3 separate regions of the Zea mays genome follow, and all the other regions are linked to region 1. The links are chromatin contacts, called in public Hi-C maps. All regions are on one chromosome and are shown on one strand. The core of a region is the stretch at or near the end of the contact, and the rest is flanking DNA. Distances in the headings are between cores, read along the strand shown. Region 1 holds the start of LOC103635870 (probable pectinesterase 53). Region 2 holds the start of LOC100381528 (oxidative stress 3). Region 3 holds the start of LOC100280678.

What was found. Hi-C and Micro-C count contacts between places; a contact is called where the count stands out from the background.
Region 2: a contact with region 1 is called in a Hi-C map of tassel, with 2.6 times the contacts expected there. The contact joins the promoter of LOC100381528 here to the promoter of LOC103635870 in region 1. A contact is called at or near these places in 4 of 25 Hi-C or Micro-C datasets (bundle sheath, ear, root tip and 1 more).
Region 3: a Hi-C map of ear shows a contact between it and region 1, with 2.1 times the contacts expected there. The contact joins the promoter of LOC100280678 here to the promoter of LOC103635870 in region 1. A contact is called at or near these places in 3 of 25 Hi-C or Micro-C datasets (bundle sheath, ear and root tip).

What each region holds. Positions count from the first base shown.
Region 1 is chr8:127,771,287-127,775,566 of Zm-B73-REFERENCE-NAM-5.0, reverse strand. It overlaps LOC103635870 (probable pectinesterase 53), which reads right to left and starts at 2,354. Exons shown (of 4, transcript XM_020543317.2): 1 at 1,507-2,354; 2 at 1,210-1,419; 3 at 625-860; 4 at 255-524. The coding sequence starts at 2,184. The coding sequence ends at 377. LOC103635869 reads right to left here. Exons shown (of 3, transcript XM_035961799.1): 3 at 3,604-4,101. The coding sequence ends at 3,923.
Region 2 is chr8:127,975,103-127,979,103 of Zm-B73-REFERENCE-NAM-5.0, reverse strand. LOC100381528 (oxidative stress 3) reads right to left here and starts at 2,260. Exons shown (of 2, transcript NM_001174357.1): 1 at 1,949-2,260; 2 at 1,355-1,855. The coding sequence starts at 2,142. The coding sequence ends at 1,594.
Region 3 is chr8:127,993,883-127,998,144 of Zm-B73-REFERENCE-NAM-5.0, reverse strand. It overlaps LOC100280678, which reads left to right and starts at 2,422. Exons shown (of 1, transcript NM_001159256.2): 1 at 2,422-3,478. The coding sequence starts at 2,549. The coding sequence ends at 3,337. It overlaps LOC100281266, which reads left to right and starts at 119. Exons shown (of 1, transcript NM_001154185.2): 1 at 119-1,007. The coding sequence starts at 203. The coding sequence ends at 967.

The sequences.
Region 1 (4,280 bases), core at 1,105-3,604:
CGCGTGCCTGGTGAACAGTACTAGGCTTGCTCGGCTGTAAACATGAAGGTTGCTCGGAACGGGTGATGGGCTTGGCTGCACTCGCGTGTCAGCATGTGGACCAAACCTGACGCTATTCCGGCCTGGGCCAAGGAAGCCCATGTTCATGAAAACCTGCAGCGATGTGATGCACAGGAAAGGAGTCGAACAAAAAGAGTGCAGGACGTAGTTCTGCAGCGCTCACTCATCAGCCAGCCAACCACCAACTCTCATCGTACGCAGTTGCGCCAACAATTGGATTTGTATTTGCCTTGTGTTTTTGTTTGCTCTTCATTCACATCAACTAATTAAGGTCATGCATGGTGTGTGTGTGTGTGTGTGTCAACAATGTGGCGTGCTACAACCGGAGCCACTGGAAGCCGTCGATGAAGTCGAGCGAGATGAAGGGCTTGGCCTCCTCGTCGGTGAGCTCCCGCGACCACTGCACCCTGCCGGCGTAGTTCGCGCCCGGCCCCGTGCACTTGTACTGCCCGTAGAACACCGTCCTGCACGCGAATAGAACCAACCGCACCGCGCGTCAGATGATTCCATTTCATGCACTGCACCGGCGGCGCCGGAGAGGGAGGGAGGAGGAGGAGCACTGACATCTCCCGCGTCGGGTCGCCCCAGTTGTACCAGCCGCGCGGGATGATGATGTTGTCCATGTAGGTGTAGGCGAAGACGACGCGGGAGAAGGTTCCCCAGGCGCGGCCCAGGTACAGCGCGCCGGACCCCGTCACCCGGCACTTGACGAACGAGAACCCCGTGTCCTCCAGCAGGCTCTGCCGGTTCTGCGCCGTCAGCGCGCCGTAGTTCCGCGCGATCGCGTGCACATGGCACCCCTGTATATTCATCATCCAGCTGTTATTTTCCAAACGGGGAGAACGCACAAGAAAAAGCAAGTGGTACTGCGTAAAGGAGTACAGCGATGGCAGTGGCAGGCGTCACGGGCGGCCGGCACCACGCTTGGGGCCGGGGAACCGTGCCCGCCGCCAACGACAAGGGCGGACGACATGAGAGGTTCACTTCACCCCACTCTATCTACTGTAGTAGGAGTACCCCATTAATTAATTAAAAACTGAAAGAGGGGTCGATTAGTTAATGCGCATCGACATTCCATTTGCACCTGTTCTTCACCGACTCTTTGGCAGTAAACGGGGTAGGCCGACGAGATGCTCAGTACGGACTGACCTCGTAGAGGGAGAGCGCGTTGCCGAAGATGAAGTCGACGGAGCCCTCGATGTAGCAGTCGCGGTAGTAGTGGCGGCCGAGGTGGTCGTACAGCGTGTCCTGCGCGCCCAGGAAGTTGCACCCCACGAACGCCGCGTTGTCCGCCGATATCCGCAGCGCCACCCCCTGCTTGCCCAGAGCGCCGGGCCGCGGCACAGGGGCCGTGTTCTGCTGCCCCAGCGGAAACGCGCGTCAGGCATGCAGTGCAGTGCAGGCTCTCTCGTAGCGAAGCGGAAACGCCGCGTCGAGAGAAAGAACCTTGAAGGTGATGTTCTTGGCGACGAAGAACATGGAGTTGACGGCGAACGTGGCGGAGCCGAACGTGCCCATGGGCCTGCCCCAGGACCCGGCCGTGTCCGCCGTGTCGCCCCACTGCACCACCGTCTTGTCTGCGCCGGCGCCCTCCACGGTGACGAACGCGCGCATCGGCGAGATGTTCACCTTCTCCCTGCAGCAGCACCGAGCAAGTGAGACCCGTCTTCGACGCAGCGCCAGCAATGCAATGCAATGCAATGCACGTACGTACGTGTACGTGCCGGCGTTGACCCTGATGACGACGCGGGCGAGGTTGATGAGCGGGAGCGAGTCGACGGCGGCCTGGATGGACGTGAAGTCCCCGGCGCCCGGCCTCCTGTCGACGACGAGCGTGCGCGCGGGCAGGAGCGTGAGCGCCGGCCGGTTGTAGTTGTAGGTGCCGTGGCCGAGGCGGCCGCCCACGAAGCGCACCCACCGCGTGAACTGCCGCTCGATCGCCTCCGCCCGCGTCGCGTTCGCCGGGTACAGCTTCGCGGCGGCCGCCGCCGCGCTCTTCTTGGGCCGCAGGCGCCTCGTGTGCGTGTGCCCGTGTCCCGCGGCGGCGGCCACCTCTCCCGGCGCGACGAGCAGCGCCACGGCGACGACGGCGGAGCAGAGGAGGAGCCGCGATGGCACGGCCATGGTTGTCGTCGTCGCGCGGTGGAGGTGCCCTGTGGCCGCGGTCACCGCTGGCCTGCGAGAACTAGCAAGCGGCCGGGGGTTATTATAATTCCCGGAGGGGGGAATTTAAGGAGATCACGGGCGTGCGCGGACGACGGACGCGGCTCACGAGTGACGACGAGCCGCGCCGGGGGCGGGGCGAGAAGCTGGTTGCTTTTGCTGCGCCGCATCCAAGCATTCCTCGGGCGGGGGTGGGGAGGGCCGTGTCTAGAAAATGGCAATGGGTACAAACCCGCTGGGTTTTGTCGTCCCAAACCCGTACCCGTGAAAAATATTTATGCCTATTAAAAAACCCGTACACATGACGGGTTTGAGATTTTGCCCAAACCCGTACCCATCGGGTTAGAGGGTACCCGCGGGTTACCCACGGGTTTTATCTCCAATATGCTTGTTCTTCCTATAATCAATAAGTATCGTAATGATTAATGAGATCATGGTCCAAAATTTATGTGATGAACAACGAGTTCATGATTTGGTATAAAAATTATTAGTAGAGAGAATGGAATACAAATAATAAGTTGTATAATAGCAAGCAAGCAACACTCTCACCGACTACTTATACATTCACCATTTGATAAAAATTAGTAAGTAAATAAGGAATAACAAGTTTGTTGTTCGTTTATAAAATAAAATGACAATATGCACTAGGTTTGGTCGGGTTTAAAAAACCCACGAGTTCGCGGGTTTGGGTACTATAAGAACAAACCCGTACCCATAAACCCGTCGGGTATAGATTTATGCCCGTTAACAAACCCATGGGTATGAAAATTGACCCAAACCCGTACCCTAATGGGGTAAAAACCCATCGGGTTTCGGGTACCCATTGCCATCTCTAGCCGTGTCGCATTAGCCAAGATGGCATGCCGGCAGCATTTCTCGTGCTGGAATTGTCTTGGAGACGGCGCCGGAAGTATAATTCTCTGCTGGGGTCTCGATCGCTGTATTGTATTGTTCTCACCCCGTGATCGAATTTGTTCGGAGCACTGTTCCGCTTCGTATTTTTGCTGCGCTCAATCTTTCCTCACGCCGAGAGAGGAAAATGGCTACCATATGATTGTTCACTGGTCAAACCACAGAAAACCACAGTAAACTAACTGATAGGGTCGCTTGGTTTTTCACGGGGTGGACTCATGATCAGAGCCCGCTAGACTTGATAGTACGTCGGATCGGGTCAAAATCTTGGATGGGATCGAACTGTTTTTCAGATTACCACACTTTGGTTCGGGTTTAACCGAACCCGAATCGGTACAGTGGTACACTATCAGGTCAGGCTCGATGGTGTCGAGAGAGAGCTCAGCGGTTGGCTCATTGCTTCCCTTCACAGACGGAGCTGTCCTTACCAAACACCAATGCAGCAAATATGCAATGGCCACAGAGAGCTAGAGAAAAGGGAGTCACACAAGCAAATACTCCACAAAATTTCCGGCTCGCCAGGAAAATACAAACATCGGGGCCACTATTACATCCCTCAAAGCACAAGCTGCCAAGCTCTACCAGATAAAGAGTACCATAACCCATCATTTATTTATTCCACAGTACAAGCAGAACGCATGGTCATGGCCTACTGAGCGACGTGACTGTCGTCGTACCACTACCATGTCAGCCTGCAGCAGATCCAGGGCGTGTCCGCGTGTTTATGAATTATGATCCTCCTGCGCTGGAGCTAGAGTTTCTAGCGGCATCCTGCTTCTTCGTCTCCTCAAACTTGTCGATCGCCACCTGGAGCTCGTCCGTGCCTCCCACCGCTCTCATGGTGTAGTAGTAGACCCCGAGCACGAAGGCAGACAGTCCCCCGGCCACCACCAGGTTCCTGGTCTTGGGTGCAAGGCTTCTGAACCCCGCCATCTATCGTTGAGGTGTGCAGGTTCACGATCTGTGCTGCAGGACATGAAGGCACACAGAACCAGCCAGATGTACTTGTGCATGATAAATGTTGATGAACTGGAGATGAAAGGTGACTAGGTAGTATTCCGTCCGGTCATCATCAATTGACATTTTTTTATTTACAGCAAAAATACAACTGATAGTATGACTTCACTCCAGCCATTTACCGCTTG
Region 2 (4,001 bases), core at 1,011-3,510, 200 kb before region 1:
TTTGATCGACACACAGCCCGTCACCATTACCGTCCGTCGTTCACACGCCGTCCTCACTACGCCGTCACTGCACAGCTCCCGTGGCCTGTAGCTGTCGCCACGGAGGGGAGTTCGCCAGAGAGCTCTGCAGTGACGACGGTCGTCCGGTCCAGCGTGTCCTGTGCACCGCGCGCTCCGACTCAGGAGTCCAGCTGCTGAAATATGGCACTTCTATTACTCGGACACTACTTGGTCTCCAATTCAGTGATCCAGTTGCTGAAATATGGCACTTCTTCGCTGCGGGCTGTTAAAAATGTTCGGCAAGCTCAACGCGAGATGCCTTTCCATGCAGAGCAGAGCTCGAACCCAACCTGCTCAGCTCAGCATTGTCTTATGACGAATCCAGTGAACTGTCAAGCAATGCAAGAATTCAGAGCTCAACATCATCTGACGAAGAATCCAGTGAAGCATCCTTTCGAGGCCATGCTCTGCTACCATTGAGTTTGTTTTACTTTGCCATCTAAATATGCTGTCCAGACCAACAAAGCCCCGCTGGCTGCGCCTAGGTGTAGCGATGCATTTTGTTTGTTTTACGTTGTCCAAGCGCTAGTTGGTTCGCCACAAGCCCATCATGAGGAAACTCTCCTGCGAACCATCTCCTGGTCCTGGCCATTGTTCGAACCTGGTAGATGATTTTGCTATGGTGGCTTTCGCGTCTGTATTTCGCTCTTACATCGGCAGAGTTTAATTTAGTGGCATGAGTTTGCTGTTTGCACATCCTGCAGAATTATTCTCTCGGGACAGAACTGTATGGTCTGGCCTGTGGGTGGCGTGAGAGATTTGGCTATCGGAGATCTGACCTGAGTATTGGTGTAGAGATTGCGAGAGATCTCAATGTTTTCCTTGGACGTGCTGTCTCTCGCGCAGGGGGCCCACTGTCGCCTGGCGAGAGGGAGAGCAAGAGTGACGGATGAGAGCGACGTGGAGGTTTTTAATTGGTCCAGCCGTTGCAACTAGTTATTTTTGGAGTCCGAAAAATTCAAAAAATGAAAAAAAAAATCACAAATTTGATCATCAATCTCTATAAATACCCCTACTAAAGACCATCGATCTCTCTGGAGCTCTTTCCACACACTATTTCATTATGTTATACGATTTCTGAGCGAGCGCTGAAATAAACTTGTGTGAATTCTAAAAAAACTGAGCTATATAGCCTTCTATGGTCTGTACACTGAATCAAAGTTGAGTTGAGAGCTTATGTGGTAGGTGCGGGAGAGGATTCGGTTAATGGTCACTCCAAAGGAAGGAAACAGTCGATCATTATTTTCTGCCAGGACTGCAGTGCTTCGTATTTACCCAAACAGCAGTTTGTTTTGCCGAGCAGCAACAGTGCAGAACGGTCAATTATGTTGTGAGTGAGTCCCTCTAGTGCTCTACAGGTACTCCGATAGCAGAGCAAGCAACAGTTCACACCACCTCGTAAAATTCTCACAGTCAAGTCAAGTCAAGCCCGTGAAGGAAATCCCGCAGAACAAGAGTAGAGAAGTAAAAAAAAAAAAGAGAGAACGAAAAAACAGTTGCAGTGCTCTCGTCGTCTGCCTACAGGCTACAGCCTCACTGGTGGTACCCGTTCTGAATTGGGGCCGTGGGCCGTCCTGAACCCGTTGGCGGCGGCGAGGCCGAGGTCGGCGCAGGAGCTGGAGGCGGGCTTCTTGGCCACATCATCCCTCCCAGTCCCAGTCCCAGCGCGCCGTAGCTCTTGTTGGTCCTGTGCTTGTAGGGGCTGCCCTTCTTGCGCAGGTCCTCCAGGCAGCGCACCTCCGACATGCACGCGAACGACTGCGACTTGCCCTCGTAGTACCGCGATAGCCCTTTCCTGCAAGCCAGCCAGCCAGGTCCCCGATTCATGAGCAAAAATACCGTGAGGCGTGAGAAGACAGACCATGGGTGCAGGCGCGCGCGCACTTACTTGGCTGGGAGCTGCTGCGACACCATGGACGCCATGTCGTAGATGCTGTCCGAGTTCATCCTCCGCAGCGGCGGCACGAACGCGCGGCGCTCCTGGTCGCACGAGCCCTCGCCGCCGGAGACGGACGGCGCCGTCTCGAACAGCTCCTCGTCCCCCTCCTCGCGGTCCGCCGCGCCTCCAAGCCGGTAGCTCATGTCGCTCTGCTCTGCAGCGGCAAAGCCTCGCTCCGTCTCGCTCTCGCTAGCGGCTCACCCGAACAACCCAGGAGAAACGCTTCTCCCTCTCGGTCTCTTCCGCTTCGCTTCCTTGGGCTCCCTCTGCGCGTCGGCCTCCGCGGTGCGCGCTTTTATATAACTCCCGGCGCCACGCCGCGGCGAGATAACGCGCCCCGCGCCTGCCCTCCCCGCCCGCTTTCTCTCCGTCGGTCCATTGACGGATTGACCAACGCAAAAACCATCTGTCCATCTCGCGTCGCGAGCGAGTAACGTGCGAAATTCGGTGCGGAAACCATTTGTTTTTGCAGCGGTTCGTGGTCGTGCCCTCGCATCTCCCCGCCTGTGGCACTGTGCCGAGTGCCGTCGCGTCCATGGCACATCGGGTCCTGCGACCCACGCCGACACGTGGGGTGTAAATCTGCGTTAATAAAGGCGTGTTGGCTCGGGCTGGCCACTGCGGCGCTGCCACGCATGGCTTTCGCTCCGGAATCTGTTCTCCGATCTTATCCTCATCTCACTCCGGGTCCCGCGCGCACGAGGCCAGGTTTGGTTCGCAATCGCACCGGGTGGGGGTGCTGGCCGGTGGCCGCCAATCTCCGGGTCCGAACGCTCGGACTCGACCGGTCCGAAAGCGTGAACTCTGGTTTTGTTTAGATTATATCGTATATAAAATAATTTGAAATTTCTAACGATAAAAAACTTTTGTATCCGTAGTGTCTTGTGTACTGGTCTGGGTTACAACCGAAAATCTTTACGACCAAGCGTTTCGGGACAATCGAACCAAAACAGCCTATAGGAACTAGCTGGCTTATGGCTGGAGTAAATGGATAGCTTATAAGGAATTATTAAGATAAACTTCATTGGTATAAAAAGCGTGAAATCAAATACTTCTAAATACTTCTCCATCCAAAAATATAATATAATTTGTTTTAGACTAAAGATACATTCATTAATTAACCGGGGTCATGTGCTACTTCCAGATGGTAGATTGCCGCATCAGCTTGAAACTCACCTCCTTCTGTTTTTTTTTTTTTTTTTGCTTGAATCTGAGGGTTTTTTTTCTACGGTGTCATTATGTTCAGAATCATATTCAGAACTTACATCAAAACTAATGTTATACTCCAGGTTCGATTCGATTATGTGCATTGCGCTTGGGTTGAAACACAGGAGAGGTTTCGCTCTCAGGGATGTGTGCTTATGTGTACTACGTGGCGTCTGATTTGCTAACTTGCGGCGAGACTAGATACATATGTTTTTCCGTTTCAAGAAAAGGTGCTCCCCAAGTCAGGATTGATCGGTTCGCTCTCAATTCATATAAATTAAGTGGGATTGAGGCCTTGTTCGGTTAGAATAGATTGAGCAGGATTGAAGAGATTTAATCTATTTTTATACAAATTTGTATATGAGGGGATTTAATCCTCCTCAATCCACTTTAAACCGAACAAGATATGAGTGTGTTTAAATACCAAGCAAGTCAAACTTCTTATGGCTTGTTCGTCTTACTCTCAATCCATATGTATTGGGTGGGATTGAATGAGTTTCAATCCCGAACAAGTTGTTGGCACCGATCCAAGCACCAATCACTGCGATGATAACCGGTAGCGGTGCTCTCTGCGGAGGCGCGGACGGTCCGTGGCCAGGGGCCGGACGATTCGCGACCTGGCACTGAGGCTAGTGTTCATGCCTTACGAGGCGGACGGTCCACGCATGCGCAGGGGCAGCGGAGTTTGCCGGCAGCGCCTTAATCTCGCTCCCGGGAGGGACCCTGGCGGAGAGAAGAGATCCTAGACTTTGTCTTGGGATCGGTAGGCCGCCCAAGACGCCTCTAAGCGACGTAG
Region 3 (4,262 bases), core at 1,173-3,672, 220 kb before region 1:
ATGTACCGGCCGGCGTTCTACGAATTCCGTAACACCACGTGTAACAAGACCAATACCCCAACCCAACAGTGGCGTGAGCCAGAGCTGAGCTCTTCATAGGACCGTCCGTGTACCAGACGAAGCAGACGTTGGTTCTACTGGTGTACAGACCGCGTGTGCGTGTGGCCTGCGGCCTGCCTCTCTTGTCCGCCGGCCCTCTTCCATGGCGGCCGCCGGGGCGTCGAGGAGCGCGGAGGAGGGCAAGAGCGACCAAACGAGGCCCCTCGCGCTGCCTTCCCCAACAGTCTACCCGGCGCCGTCGGCCAGCGACGCCGCCGCCAGGGCCAGGTGGCGGTCCACGCAGTACCTCCGCAAGCGCCGGTGCGCGCTCTGCTGCGGCGGCTGCTGCGTGAGCGCCATCGTGGTCGTCGGCGTCATCATCCTGGCGCTGGCGCTCACCGTGTTCAGGGTCAAGCAGCCGCGCCTGGCCGTCAACAACGTCTGGCTCACGGCCATCAGCGCCGGGCCCGGGACGGGGCCGGGGGCCGCCGCCCCCGTGGCCGCCAACGCCACGCTCACCGCCGACGTCTCCGTGGACAACCCCAACGCCGCGGCGTTCAGGTTCTCGCGGACCGAGACGGACGTCTACTACGAGGGCCGGACGGTGAGCGTGGCGTACGCGCCCGCCGGCCGCGTCGGCGCGCGCGGGAGCGTCCGGATGAACGTCACGGTCGACCTCCTCGCCGACCGCCTCGCGCGCGCCGTCAACGGCACCGGCCTCGTGTTCGGCCAGGAGTACCAACTCCACACCTACACGGCGATCAACGGCACGGTCAATGTGCTGGGGATCGTCAAGAAGCACATCCAGATCAGGCTCAACTGCTCCACCGTCATCCAGGTTGGGGGAGCGGCTGCCGCGCTGGAGTACGGGGCTGCGTCCACAGTGCAGAGCAAGGGCGTCGATTGTTTAGCAGATGTCACCCTGTGAGTTGTGACTGTGAGTGAGTAGGTTCAAGAGTGGCGAGCAGATAGTTTTCTATTTTGAATCTCTTTAGCAAGTATTTGGTGTATTTGTCTTGGCGGATAAAGTTACCTTCATTTACTTGATTTGAAAGCTAAAGAAAGAAAGTAAGCTCGATGATCATCGACATCTCGAACTCTTTTGACATCAACTCACCAAACTCCTTACAATGACCTTCATTTATCGAGCCAAAGATTTAATTGCCAACATAAACTTGATAGAACTTGAGGGATTTTGACCAACGTTGTGATTCCTCGAGGGATTTTGACAAGGGTGTGTGAAAGCAAGAGAAGATCATTCTCCTTGTGTTATTGAGCACTTGATGAAGCCCTAGTCATTTAGTGCGTTAATTAATTAATTAATTAATTAATCATAGAGCTTAACTCCTAGAAAACTAAATGTTGCCCAGGATAGGATAAAAGGAGTGGGTCGAAAAAAACTCCACAGCCTTTATGATGACGTCGGAATGGCCGCTTCCAATACACCTGCATCCAAGGCAATGATTGATCATATCGAAGGCAGAGAGCTAGGGGAAGCACCCGAAGGTCTCAAGAGAATGCATGACTGCCAATAATGAATGTTGGACAACATAGAACTGTAGAGCAGCTAGGCCGGCACCATCAGCAACTCGAGGAACTTGATAGCTGCAGGAGGTAACGATGGCCTCGCACTCGCTGATAAACAAAGTACGATGTTATGTTCATTAGTTCATACATGAATATGATAATTTCTCTCGACTCTAGCACACACTTGGGGCCGAAACTCTAAAGTTGGGCCGGTGTGCGAGAGCAGGCCGGGCCTGATATTCTTGGGCTTGAGGCTGTCTGCCTTGAGTCGGGGCGCTGCTAACGGTCATCTATTTCACGCTCCATCCATATGCAGGGGCCGGGGGGGGGGGGGGGGGGGGGGGACGGTTACCGCGGGCGGAAATGTCCGTACTCCGTAGGCTCCCTCCCGAGTCAGCTGATGCAAATTTTATTTTAAGGTGCACGGAAGTATATGCTCTCTTTAGTACCAGGATAAATATATATGTCCAGGTGCCTTGCCTCTTCTCAGGGGCATGGCTGCTGGATCCACAAGAGTAGTGATGCAGCTGTGTACGTGTGGGTGTCCCGTACTGCGCAGCAGACCACGCCGTACAGCAGCGCAGCTCGAAACCTCACCGGCCCAGCCGCAAAAGCGCCCGGTGGCCCGCCCCATTTCCTTCGCCGAGAGGCCGCGACGTGGCGAGCAACATGCAGCACGGGCCTCCACGCCTCTCCACGTAGTCGCCCCGCGCCAAACCACCTCCCCACGACGCCACGCCAGCCTCCGATAGCTCGGCAACCAACAGAGCCCTCAATACCGCCCATGCCGGTTGCCGGATACGATACCGCCCCAGCCCAACCCCTATAAAACCCCGCGCCACCAACCCTACGGTTGTTATATCTCCTCAAGGCACGTTCACCACAGTCCTCTCTTTCCCCGGCACCACCACCACCCAGGCTAACCGGACTGGACCGAGTGTTGAACAACACTGAGGGCGAGGCAGATAGAGCGACGGCAGGCATGGTGAGCCGTGAAAATTTGCACCTGGTGCTGGACCCGGCGTCTCTGGGCGCGCCGTGGGCCGACCCGTCCGCCGCAGAGATCCCGCCGCAGCTCCTCGCCGCGCTGGGAGAGTACCTCTCCTCCACCCGCGCCGAGGGCGGCGACGTCGCGACGGAGGCGGACGACGAGTTCATGATGCACGAGTTCAAGGTGCGGCGGTGCGCGCGCGCGCGGAGCCACGACTGGACGGCGTGCCCCTACGCGCACCCGGGGGAGGCCGCGCGGCGGCGGGACCCGCGCCGCGTGGCCTACGCGGGGGAGCCGTGCCCGGACTTCCGGCGCCGCCCGGGCGCGGGCGCCGCGTGCCCGCGCGGGGCCGCCTGCCCGCTCGCGCACGGCACCTTCGAGCTGTGGCTCCACCCGTCCCGCTACCGCACGCGCCCCTGCCGCGCGGGCGCTGCCTGCCGCCGCCGCGTCTGCTTCTTCGCGCACGCCGCGGCCGAGCTCCGCGCCGGCGCCGGCGCCGGCGCCGGCGCCGCCAAGGACGGCTGCTCGCCGCTCGCGCTGTCGCTCTCGCCCAAGTCGACGCTGGCGCCGCCCTGGGAGTCGCCGCCGGTGTCGCCGGTGGAGGGCCGGAGGTGGGTCGACGAGCCGGCGGACGCCGAGGTGGAGGAGCTGTTGCTCGCGATGCGGGAGCTCGGATTCAGGAAGGCCAAGGCGTCGTCGTCGGCGCCGGTCCTGCCTGCGGCTGCGGTCACGGAGGACGACGGGCCGGACTTGGGATGGGTGTCGGAGCTGGTGATGTAGGCGTCCAAGATGTGGTGGATGCCGATCTGCGATCTCCTTCGCTCGCTGCTGCCGGCGTCGTCAACGGAACAGCTTCGTTAAGCAATATTGATCGTACCATTTTCTTTCATGAATTTGCATCATTCTTCTTGTGGATATAAACCAAACCTGGTGCAACTATTAATACTGCAATCTGTAAGCGTGGCGTGCTGCTGTACATGGTTCTCGTTCGTTCGATCATTACTACCAGTGTATATACAAAGTGTAGTTGCCTTCGCTGTCAGTACACTGCTGCCTTCTGGAATCGGTGTTCAGCTAATCTGCAATTAATCGGTGTTCAGTCGTGGAAGTACGTGTGTTCCATTCATCCGATCACTGCAGGGGGATTGGTCTTGGATGAAGGAAATGCGGTAGAGTTTCTGCAAATGGGAAACCAACATGGCCGGGCCGGTGATGACGACGATTCGCCATTGCCGCCATGACGCCGTCAGTGAGGCGGCCGGACGATGAGTACGACAAACATCCCCGGGGTTAAGAGGGGACGACGAAGTTGCGACCTTCCAAAGATGAAGCCCTAGCCCCTGGTCCAGAACATACTCTGGAGTCTGGACCGAGGGAGGTCGCAGTAAGCGGCGCGGCGGCACACAGCATAGGGCGATGCGATGCCAAATGAAGCTGCGCGAAGCCTCTTCTTTTCTCTTCTCTAAAAGAAGCGGACAAACCAATTCGCAAGTGGCAATTGACTGTCCAGTCCACTACGGCGATCCACGAAATCATTTGGTCCGTATTGTCCTTATCTGTTCGTTGGATCTGCATAATAATCTTCGGTTCCCCGCACGATTCATCGCATCGGCACCGAGGACCACGGTCCACGGGCACGGAAGACAAATCGGAGCCACGAAAGCGAAGCGCCCGTCGGATTGCAGCAAAACAACTAGCTTTAGCA